2 separate regions of the Xenopus tropicalis genome follow, and region 2 is linked to region 1. Evidence: chromatin contacts called from public Hi-C data. All regions are on one chromosome and are shown on one strand. The core of a region is the stretch at or near the end of the contact, and the rest is flanking DNA. Distances in the headings are between cores, read along the strand shown. Region 1 has its middle 65 kb from the start of prdm1. Region 2 has its middle 54 kb from the start of prep.

Evidence for each region. A called contact is a pair of places that touch in the nucleus more often than the background predicts.
Region 2: a Hi-C map of neurula embryo shows a contact between it and region 1, with 2.3 times the contacts expected there. The contact joins two enhancer-like sites. A contact is called at or near these places in 2 of 5 Hi-C or Micro-C datasets (neurula embryo and tailbud embryo).

Annotation. Positions count from the first base shown.
Region 1 is chr5:79,586,558-79,592,175 of UCB_Xtro_10.0, reverse strand. No RefSeq gene overlaps it. Among named protein-coding and RNA genes, the nearest start is that of prdm1, 65 kb to the right of the region's middle. Within about 2 kb of position 1,430, at least 4 of the 11 cell types and tissues checked have an H3K27ac peak or open chromatin away from gene starts, as enhancers often do. A contact at or near this core is called in neurula embryo, where this site is marked.
Region 2 is chr5:79,771,503-79,776,873 of UCB_Xtro_10.0, reverse strand. No RefSeq gene overlaps it. Among named protein-coding and RNA genes, the nearest start is that of prep, 54 kb to the left of the region's middle. Within about 2 kb of position 2,578, at least 1 of the 11 cell types and tissues checked has an H3K27ac peak or open chromatin away from gene starts, as enhancers often do. A contact at or near this core is called in neurula embryo, where this site is marked.

The DNA of each region.
Region 1 (5,618 bases), core at 181-2,680:
AAACAGTGCCCAGAATTGCTCTTTCAAAGCAAAACAAAACAACAACACTGCATTAAATGGAAAAGTATAGGCCTCCAGCCTTATGCATACAGTGCAAGTGTTAATCTGGTGGCTGGGGGTGGGATAATGAACTAACGCTATGAAACAATTACAGCCCTAGGTAAGGCAGCTTTGCATAGAATGTGACAAGTCAGTGCAATTAATCATCCCACCTAAAGAAAGTGGAGAGCTCAGCAAATAGGTTCATGTGCAATTAGGAGATATTTCTTCCAACTTCCTGTCCATCACTAAAATCTGGCATCTCTCCCCCAATTACTTAAAAAATATTAGGAGGGAGTCATTTCCGATAATTATGCAGGTATAAAGATGTGTTTACCACTTTACACTAAATTCGTTATTTAATACAGCGGTATGGCCCTAATTCAGTATTATCACTGCTGCATCGATTTGTGTTTCGCTTAAACGAATTGTTTTAAATACAGTACCATGTTGCACGAATATTGATATGGGGACATCTCAATCTGTTGTCAGTTAATTCATTCGAATGTATTCCAGGCCAGCTTTATAGGGTGGAATGGTAAAGGATTCCATGCCATTAAACGAAAACCATTCACTCCAGAATATAGAGTTAAGTTATACATAAATGAAGTCCCATATCGTAAATACAGAATACATTTACAAAGTTAAACGAACGAATGTAGCCCAAATACATGAACATATTAAGCATATGAAACGAAATTTGCCTTAAACATTGCAATATATATGTTTCCCACTGGCAAGGGCAGAAAATGAAAGGTCATTTGCCAGTGCTGAAAGCTAGTGATCTGCTGGCCCTTTTCAGCAGCTAATTAGCAGGGCTTAGACTCAGTAAAAGTCCTGTGGGTGCCAGCCCCTGGGTGACCTGTCTGATTAATGGATGAGAAAGGGGGCTGTTGTGAGATGTGGTTATCGGGTAACCTTTGTTACCTGAGGGGCTTGGCCATCATTTCTCAGAATCATTAGTTATCACACACACAAGCACATTGTTCTGCCGGAGAGGCCCAAGAGAGAGGGAGAGAGAGACATTCATATGCAGGCAAGGGGGAACAATGGGGCCCAGCTATGGGGCTGGATTGCTGTAGGTAGAACGACATCGATTATTAGGGAGGGGCTTGTCCGATATGCGATCCTCCTTCTGTTACAGAGTACCTAGGCAGAGTAGGCATGTGGGACTCAGGTACCAGCAGCTGGAGGGCCACCACATTTTTTTTGGTCTTCTGTAAACCAAATAATAGTTGCGCACGATCTCTATTAGGATCCCGTGCCTAAAAGCCTCCAGTTACACTGTAATTGCCCCAGATTGTAACCCCCTGTCTATCACACGCCACAATACTATCTGATTTCATGGCCCCAAGCTCACACCCTGCAAGTCGGGCAACTTCACCCCAGGGCACGTCACGTGATTGCCCTTGCTCACCTGATCCTCTCCCTTATGTTGTACAAGCGGCGGCAGCGGCAGCAGCCAGGGAAACTCAATAGGAAAAGCGATCAGTGGCAGCAGCAGCCTGCGCCTCATGCACTATTCATTCGCGATACAGACACCGATCTGCCAGGCCTAATGAAGAGCAGAGCCCAGGAGATACGTTAACACCTTCCCTGTGTTCCCAGGCTCTGTGCTTGACACCTCACTTGCATTAATATTAATGGACTACTTTGTGGCAGGTGAATGTATAGCCACTGTATCAATTTCTCCTCACCTTCCCGAGAGAGATGAAGAGAGTATCCATTAACCCTTTCACTGCTGGAACTTGCTGGGAAACATGCGGGGAATCAAAGGTTCCCTTTCTTTGTCATAGAAGGTGTCCATTCTAAGTCAGACGAATTCAAGGTCCCCTTTAATTCCACTAACAAATGTAGGTGATTCCAAACAGTATATAAGTACACAAGTTTATACCAACTGGTGCCAGCGATCCTTATATATATATATATATATATAGCAATTAGCTCTACTCTTCTTCATGAGTAAAATAAACACTAAGTAACCAAGAACCAGACTGAACTAAAATACTTAAACAAAGACACATACATAATAATAATTGATAAATAGTGCCAGGTCCTAGTAGCACCAATTGACTTGGTACCATCCCAGGCAGCTTGGCCAATACCATTCCCCCTGGCAGTGTATTTGGGGAGGGTGTGTCCCCCTCACACCTATTGCCTATTTGGCCCTACAATTTCCTAAAGTGCTCTCTTATTTGAGGTAGCAGAATTCCAAGTTCCCACTAACCTGTCTTTATCTGCTACATCAAAGTACTAATGTAGGGCGAGGCCATGGTGTGAGACTCACAGTCATACCGATCATTGCCTTTTTCTTTGGAAACAGGGAATTTTATGTTCTGACCAAATCTATCACTTCCCTTTGATGCCTTTGAAGAGTCAGCCTGAAAATCTACCTGCTTGCAAAACAGTAAAATAGCCAAATAGCACGGGAATTTGTTATTACCTATAGGAATCTAAATGATGTGACCTGCCAACGACCGATCTCAGCGTCCGACCCTTTATTATATTATATTGACCTTGATCGCTTGTATTAGAATAATGATTTAAATAAAATTGCACATAGACACACAAACATGAACCAAATAACTGGTATATTTGATTGTTTAAATTCATAAATGTTTTCACTACTCCCCTATTCCACAGCAATATGGGGCAAATTTCCTAAAAGCCAGGAGAGACAAATCTCTATCAGTTGAATGTGTTCTGCTGACAAATGAAGAATGAACAATCAGTTTGCCCTAGTTTTGCCACGGTGGCTATCCCTAATGGCCATAATGTTGTACAACAAAGTCAGACCAATGTCGATCCAAATAGACAACCCATACACACAAATATGTTCTAGCATGTCGGTGATCGGGAGATAGAAAGTTCTACTAAATTCACTTTTATCTTGAACTAGCTAACAGCTTTATATCTATTCTGTTATTATCCCACTGCCTGTCAGGTCTGTGTCTCAATGTATAGTTATGGATTTTACCATGAACTACTATCATCTATCTATCTATCATTTATCTATCTATCTATCTATCTATCATCTATCTATCTATCTATCTATCTATCTATCTATCATCATCTATCTATCTATCTATCTATCTATCTATCTATCATCATCATCATCATCTATCCATATTAGCGGATCGAAATACAGTAGATATTGGTAAAATAAAATAAAATTGGTGAAAAACCATATATATATATTCTTGTGGAAACGAGTATAATGTATATTCTGGTTTCACACTAACAGAAATGACAGTATACACTGCAATATACACTGCAATATACATTTAAGGCTTCCCGGCTCAGTGGGGACACATTACAGCACATTACACACAGTTACACACAGTCATACACTACACACAGTCCCTCACTTTTCCTGAGCCGCATTTCCAGTAAATAAACAGCGCACAGGGGGACCCAGATAATTGTTTTATCCCGACAAGGAGCTTTGATGGAAGTGTAAAGCAGCGAGCGGTACCTCTGGGGCTAAATGGCATCACGCTGAAACACTGATACAATTAAAGGGACTGGTTATTTTAACCTGTTGCGCTTCCCAGTGGGGGCCCAGCCTTGCCATAGTGATGCACCTTGGCCATTACCTTATGAAATGATCTCTCCTGCTCCACACTTTTCAACTCTTTCCCCTATTATGTGAGTGGAGACAGTTAGTCTGTAACAGGCAATGGCTGGGAGGGTCAAGTCTGGATTTATATTAGAATATAAGGCATTTGTGGATGCTAACAGGTAAATGGTTCGCATCTGCAGGGTATGCAAGGAGATACCAGCTGACCAGGGGCCTTTCTTGCTACTGAGCCTGTGTTCTGGAAATGTTTGTTCTCTGTTTTTTTTACAAGCTGAACAACGGTACTAAAGTATTTGAATGCACTTGTAGCCAGGAATCAGCAGGGCTGCCATCAGAAAATTTGGGGCCCACACAAGTTATTTATATGGGGTCCCATGAACACATGCCCATAGTACCAACATTTTGGCCATGGGGTCATTTATCATGGGGCCCAGCACAACAGTACCCCCTCTCCTCCACTGATAGGGGCCCTGGGAACTAGTTATCTGCCGCAGCCTTCATTTTTTTCTCACTAGTAGTGTTTAAATAAAATGTTTTCATTTTTCTGGACAGTGAGGCAGTGAGTGCTTTCTATATACAGTGGATGCATTTTTTGGGTTAGGACCCGGCTATTGCCTTTGGACTGGTGAGTGCCGATACTTGCAATCTTATATATATATAGTTACATAGTTACATAGTTACATAGTTACATAGGGTTGAAAAAAGACCTGTGTCCATCAAGTTCAACCCATCCAAGTAAACCCAGCACACCTAACCCACACCTACCAATCTATACACTCACATACATAAACTATAAATACAACCACTAGTACTAACTGTAGATATTAGTATCACAATAGCCTTGGATATTCTGATTGATCAAGAACTCATCCAGGCCCCTCTTAAAGGCATTAACAGAATCTGCCATTACCACATCACTAGGAAGGGCATTCCACAACCTCACTGCCCTCACCGTGAAAAACCACCTACGCTGCTTCAAATGGAAGCTCCTTTCCTCTAATCTAAAGGGGTGACCTCTGGTGCGTTGATTGTTTTTATGGGAAAAAAGAACATCCCCCAACTGCCTATAATCCCCTCTAATGTACTTGTACAGAGTAATCATGTCCCCTCGCAAGCGCCTCTTTTCCAGAGAAAACAACCCCAACATATATGGTATGCTGAAATAAATCACTGACTTGATTGATGCTATACCTGTGAGTGCTTTCTACTGTTGAGTTTGATATATATATATATTCGTGTACACAACGTAACAGCAGAACCCAGATGATTGACAGTTCTGGAGAAGAACAGACTCAGTGCCAGATTTGTAATCCGGGTGCCCCAAAGGCCCCCCCCGGGGAAGTTTACACTCACATATGGAGCAGCGGGGAGAGGTCCCAGGCCTCTCCAAAAATCTGGGCCTGAACAGACTTCTGCTACAATATATCAAGAATCAGAGCCCCAAAAACAGAAGGGGATCAACAAATGCTGCTTTCAATTGCAACTACATTTAGAAATATATTTAAAACCACAGAGTATGTTTAAAAAATCAACAAAATACAGTTTTTGGGTGAACATCCCCTCTAAGCCAACACTTGCATTGCTATAGCCATGACAATTAGCCCATGTCATACTTATGGTATGGGGCACATTATGCACTTTTAGCGTAGTTCTCCTGTGGTGCAATGAGACAGTAAGTGAATCGGATTGGAAATTATTTTGCAGGGGTGGGAATCAGTGTGAGTTATGTTGAAGTAATACATTTTACTGGTGATGAATTTATTAGAAGCTTCTTTAAGGGAATGGGCATGGCAATCAATAAGCCCTCCTGTTGAAAACTGCCGTCCGTTACTCTATGGCACATGGGATTAACAGTAAGCAGGAATACTGACTTCCACTCATTAGTTTCATTGAGTTTAATCCCAGTACAAGCTACACCTACAGAGAGCTTTTTTTTTTTTTTTTTTTTTTTTAAATTACTGTTATCCCCTGCAAGAGTGCAGGGGAGTTTCACTGAAAA
Region 2 (5,371 bases), core at 1,329-3,828, 180 kb before region 1:
CACTTACTTCACATTTTCTAGAACAGGCAGCCATCTCTAAAAAGGTATTCTCCCTTCCTTTCCCTCCTTGCTTCATACTGCACATGTGTTTCATTCCCTCCCCCCCCTCCCCTCTGCCAGATCCGCTTGTGATTGGCTGGTGGGTATGTGTAGCTCAGAACAGGAGACAGGATCAAGTTACACACATGCTCAGAGAGAAAGGCTGGCAGCCTACAGGAAGGGGAGAGAGATTTCAGTGATGTCACTGTAGTCTTCACACTGCTGTAGGCTGCCAGCACCATATCTCAGAGAAGCAAGCAGGGATCTGGGAATTTAGATATGCAGTAAGTACTTAAAAAAATGCCTTTAGACTTACTTTTAATTTATATTAACCTTTCATTGTCCTTTAAGAGGTATTCTGATGTGTATCTTTGCATAATTTGCACCAATATTTTACTTGGCATAACTTACTCAAGTCAATTGAAAAAATGTAACCAGTAACAAAATTCTGGTGTAGGACCTATATAAGGGCTCTTATGCATGGGTGTTTATTCATGCGCTCCCATAAGGAACATCTTTTTATTTAGGCACATACTGCGTAAGGGCCCTAAAAACAGCATGATAAGAGGCATGTCGAATGCAGTTTTTTACATTGCATTTTTCAAGCTGGTGCTAATTTTTACACTGGGCTACTCAGTTACCTTACGTTAATGAAAAGCTTTATAAATATACTCTTATGCACCAATGCCTTCATTCATTCAGACAGCGTCATGCATCATGGTGTGTTATAGTTACACACCACAGGAGCCCAGAGTTTTAATTAATTGCCAATACTGATATTTGAAAATTGGGACCTTTTAAAGCACAATGATGTCCTGAACAACCTTAACATCTCCTATTCTTATTTATAAATAAATAAGTAAAATCTTCCTGTAGTTTTATTCACTCTACAGTGTACCAGGCCCTGATCTAATGGATCATGTGTCTGCCCAATGATTAGTCATTGGGCAGACACATGATCCATTAGTCTATTTACCTTATGACTGTGTATATGTACAGGTAATAATCCTTATTATTCTAGGAAAAACTGCATTGTGGAAAAAAAATGACAAATCGCACTGATTTTGCATAGTAATCCTTTGATCCATCCCATCAACTTGCAATACCGCCTCCTTACTTGCCATCAAGCCGACCTTCTTACCAGTAAAATAACACACACCACAACACCAAATTGACTTGTTGGATGTGGAACAAGCCACAGCTTTATTAAATGTTCACAGTTAAAATTCTCCAAACAATTTCATATTAACCTGGAAAAAATGTTTTGCATAAATAACGGTAACATTTACATAAATTAACATAGATGTAAGCAGATCAATATTAAAACAACTAGCCTAAATTAGTTGGTCCTTGGCAATCGGACGCTCCCTTCCAAAACCTTGACGTATTAAAGTACCAACACCACCATCACCACTGTGAGCCCGTATCTGCCATATGCCGCAATCATCCTGGCCCCTATGGGTACGCAGGGGCTCCAGCTACCCAACAACTGTAGGATCTTTTATGATTCAGTTCATTCCTCACAACAACTGAACCCACCAAAACAAAGAAAGCCTTTAACCGATATGGCTGGCTGCATTTACCACCACTTGCCCGCATTGCCAAGGACCCCACTACCCCTCCTAAAGCCGTGACATCAAAATGAATACTACGCTGACTACCACTGACCAAAGCCAACTAGGGCGGGCGGGTGGGGACACTTCTCTTGCTTAGCTGAAACTGATCCTCTTGGTTATCACCCAGCTATTCTGTAGAATTCCCGCTCACCCACCCAACCAATCAGCTATTAAACTACAGTTCTCCAGCCAATGGCCTTCTCCCAGATGTGTTCCTGGGGTGATCAAAAGTCTTCCCCATTTACTTCACTGTTCGTTGCTATGGGGAAGACTAACTTTCTGCTCTGAGTAAGTAAAGCCTATTGTCTGCTGATAAGATCACAGCTTAAAGATTGGGATTTCTTGGAAGTTACCAGGCCTTCCAGTAAAATAATGTGTCAGGCTGCTGTTTGCTATTAAATGCCTGTGGGATTGGACACTTTAACATTAACTCAAAACAGTAATGTAAAGAAAAGTGGAAAATGATGCATGTTCTGCTTACTGCTGATTGCTTCTTTTCCTTTCAGTTAAACCTGTTTTACCATTTAATATTAAATATAAAGAATGTATTGCAATTCTATTTTTGGTTTCTCCTTCAGGTACATTTAATAATGCTGAAAGTGCCATGCTCAGATTCATTCTGCTGCACTAAAAAAAATACATTTCCTAATTCCCATCCCAGCTGCGATTTATTAAGGAGCTGGAGTTTAGTTTGGCTTTAAACAATTCTAATCTTGCTAAACTACAGCACTGGTAGTTTTACAGAAGGAATGCGAGGTGAGGGAAGAAGGCTGCAAGACGTCCCAGAGGATTTACCTGCTCCTGCACATTAGGCTGTTTGTCAAGGAGGATTTCCTCTTTTGTTTTAGTGCCCCCTCTTTCCCGTTCACTGATCTCCTTTCCTGGAGCTACTCTTTTGCATACCCTTGGGATACTTTCATTCCTTCAGTGGCACTTCCTTTAAGCTTTTAATTGTCATGGCCACACTACCCAAGCATGTTGCTTTCACAAGCTTAACAATAGGAGCAACACCTGATTCGACATTTATGGCACTAAAATATCCCCTTTAAGTTTCTAGAAAGCATGTTTACTTGCTGCTTATGATTAAAGGCAATAGTACAAAATACTGCTTTAAAGCAGATGCAAAATCACGCAGAATTTCTTTCTCTATAATGACGGTTTGCCTTTGGCACACATTAGGATCCCCAGGGCTGGGAATTTCACTGGTTTACTTTTCAGTGAGGAAAATCAGATAAGTAGAATATTTTGACTTTCCTCTACATATAATTCAGTTGATGAATTAAGCTGGTCAAATACAGTATCATCAGTGGGCCAAATCAGGCACTAGAATGTTTGACCCTGGGGTCAACAAATAATTTTTCCACCTTGACCAAAAGATATCTAAACAAACCTTGAGTATATATTGATTTGGATATGAATTGTCCTATACGGCCAGACTACTCAAAAGTAGCCTATTCTTTAGCCTTCTTAGTTTAAAACTAAACTTAAAGACTACCTTTTGGAGCACTCGCCCAGCACCTGATCTGGGAACTAGCACTTATACTGTAATGTCACCCACTGTGACCTACAGCACTTATATTTGCCTATTTGTGTCTGTTAGTTACCCTCCCATATAGATTGTAAGCTCTACGGGGCAGGGACCTCCTTCCTCTTGTGTCCTTGACTCTTATCTTATTGCAGCTGTATTTATCTGTATTTATTATTATACTTTGTATTTATCTATTATTATCTTATTAACACCCTGTTTGTATTAATGTATTCTACTGTACAGCGCTGCATACATAAGTAGTGCTTTATAAATAAAGATATACATACATACATACAATGTCAAACCATGTATATAAGTCTAAAAATGTCTTTACCCACAATGAATAATTAACTATAATTTAGTGGCATAACTACTCTGCGCTGCCCTCCTGCAATCTAGAGGGGTCCAGGGCAAAGTAGCAAACCCCTATCTGGCTCTCTTACCCAGCATGTATGACATAGTGCCTGTTAATTGTGACCCACTCATGTCCCATGGCCTGCACAAAAATAAATCCCCATTTCCCGCCCGCACTCTTATGTGTGAATTTATTTGCAACAATAGAGAAAGCAGCCCCTACTTTCCAGCCCCCCCTGGGACTGGAATTCTGTTTCCACTATTGTTACGCCACTGCTATAATTTATGATACAGCTGCCTACCAGGCTCTCATCACCCTCACTGTTCATATTGACCCTGCTAGGTGTCCCTAAAGCCACACTGCCATGTGGAGAAGCACTGTTGCCGAAGTTTATACGTTCTGGATAACATGAAGGTGGAGTTTGTTATTTCTTTTCCACCTTTGTAACGTAACACTACCAGCCACAACACAAGGCAAAGTTCTAGGTGCAAATACAGCTGCAAGATGAAAGCATTTTCATCTTACCTCTTTAGTATTTGACATCTATATTGTAGGATCTAAAGCATGTATGACATAGTGCCTGTTAATTGTGACTTAAATTTTCTCAATGGCACTAGAATCCCATGCACAAAATTCTGCATTGAGGGTTAAGACTTGGTAAATGTTTGCAATTTTTGCATAAAGCACTTTGCCCACTGTTTGTAAAGAAGGCCCTATGCCTTTAAAACTGACTATGCCAATGTCTTCTTTAACAAATCCTACCTCACATAGTATGACTACCACAACCATTAATGGAGGCTTGTTTTGAGTTTGTGGGTAAATGCAATGGATAATCACTTTCAGAAACTGAGAAACTCCCAAAGGATCATAGGCTTTACACTCCCGACTAGTAAACAGGTTAAGCTCACATAAACACTTACAAATAGCTGATCTAATCTTGGTCAGATATGTGTCTCAAAATCCTTCAGGCCTAAGGCAATCCTGCATGTGCAGAAAAATCACCCAAGGTGGCCAGTGATGGCTAAGGAATAGTCTAATTTAGAGTCTAGACACAAAGGATATGGCATTTAGAAACAGAATATACAGAGGTCACAGTTTTAAAAATGTTAATATACATTCAACCATATTTCTTGAAAAATGTAAGACTATGTAAATACTGTTATATAATCTATGGGCAAATAAATCATTTCTTTATGGATTGTATCATTTTCTACATTTGTCTCCAGCCTTTCAATCAGAAAGTGCTAATATTTATTATGTATCTTGATTTGTTGAGCAATTTATTTGGCCTTATTCAGATACCTTTCTAATGAATAAATCAAGCTTTGTCATTTGTTTTTGTCACTTAACTCATATTTCTATTCCTCTGTATCCCTGCTGTAGTCCTGTTTAGATGTAATGTTAGTTCTCAGAAGATCTTTAATGAAGTGCCTTTTGTATTATTAAAACAATTGACTCTATTCCTGTTCGGTAGGAAAATATATCAATGGTTTGTCATGTCATGTTGCAGTTTGTATAAACACAGATTGGGTACTTTGATTGTAAACCTGGGGTGAATTATGAAATGTGGTAAGATTATTATTATCATTTGCTTGCACAGCACATGCAGTTTATTCTGCACTATGGGTAGGAACACAAGTACTTGTAGCGGTGCATTACAAGGAACAGTAAGATGTGTATAATATGCTAAACTACACAGGAGATTTTGTAGGATGGTGTTGAATTTTCAGAAAGCATCCTACATATCAAATATAATTGCATGGGTTAAAAGATAACAGGACTGATAGAAAAGTCCAATGTGTAAACTACAACTTCTTAAACACCCGTTGGAAG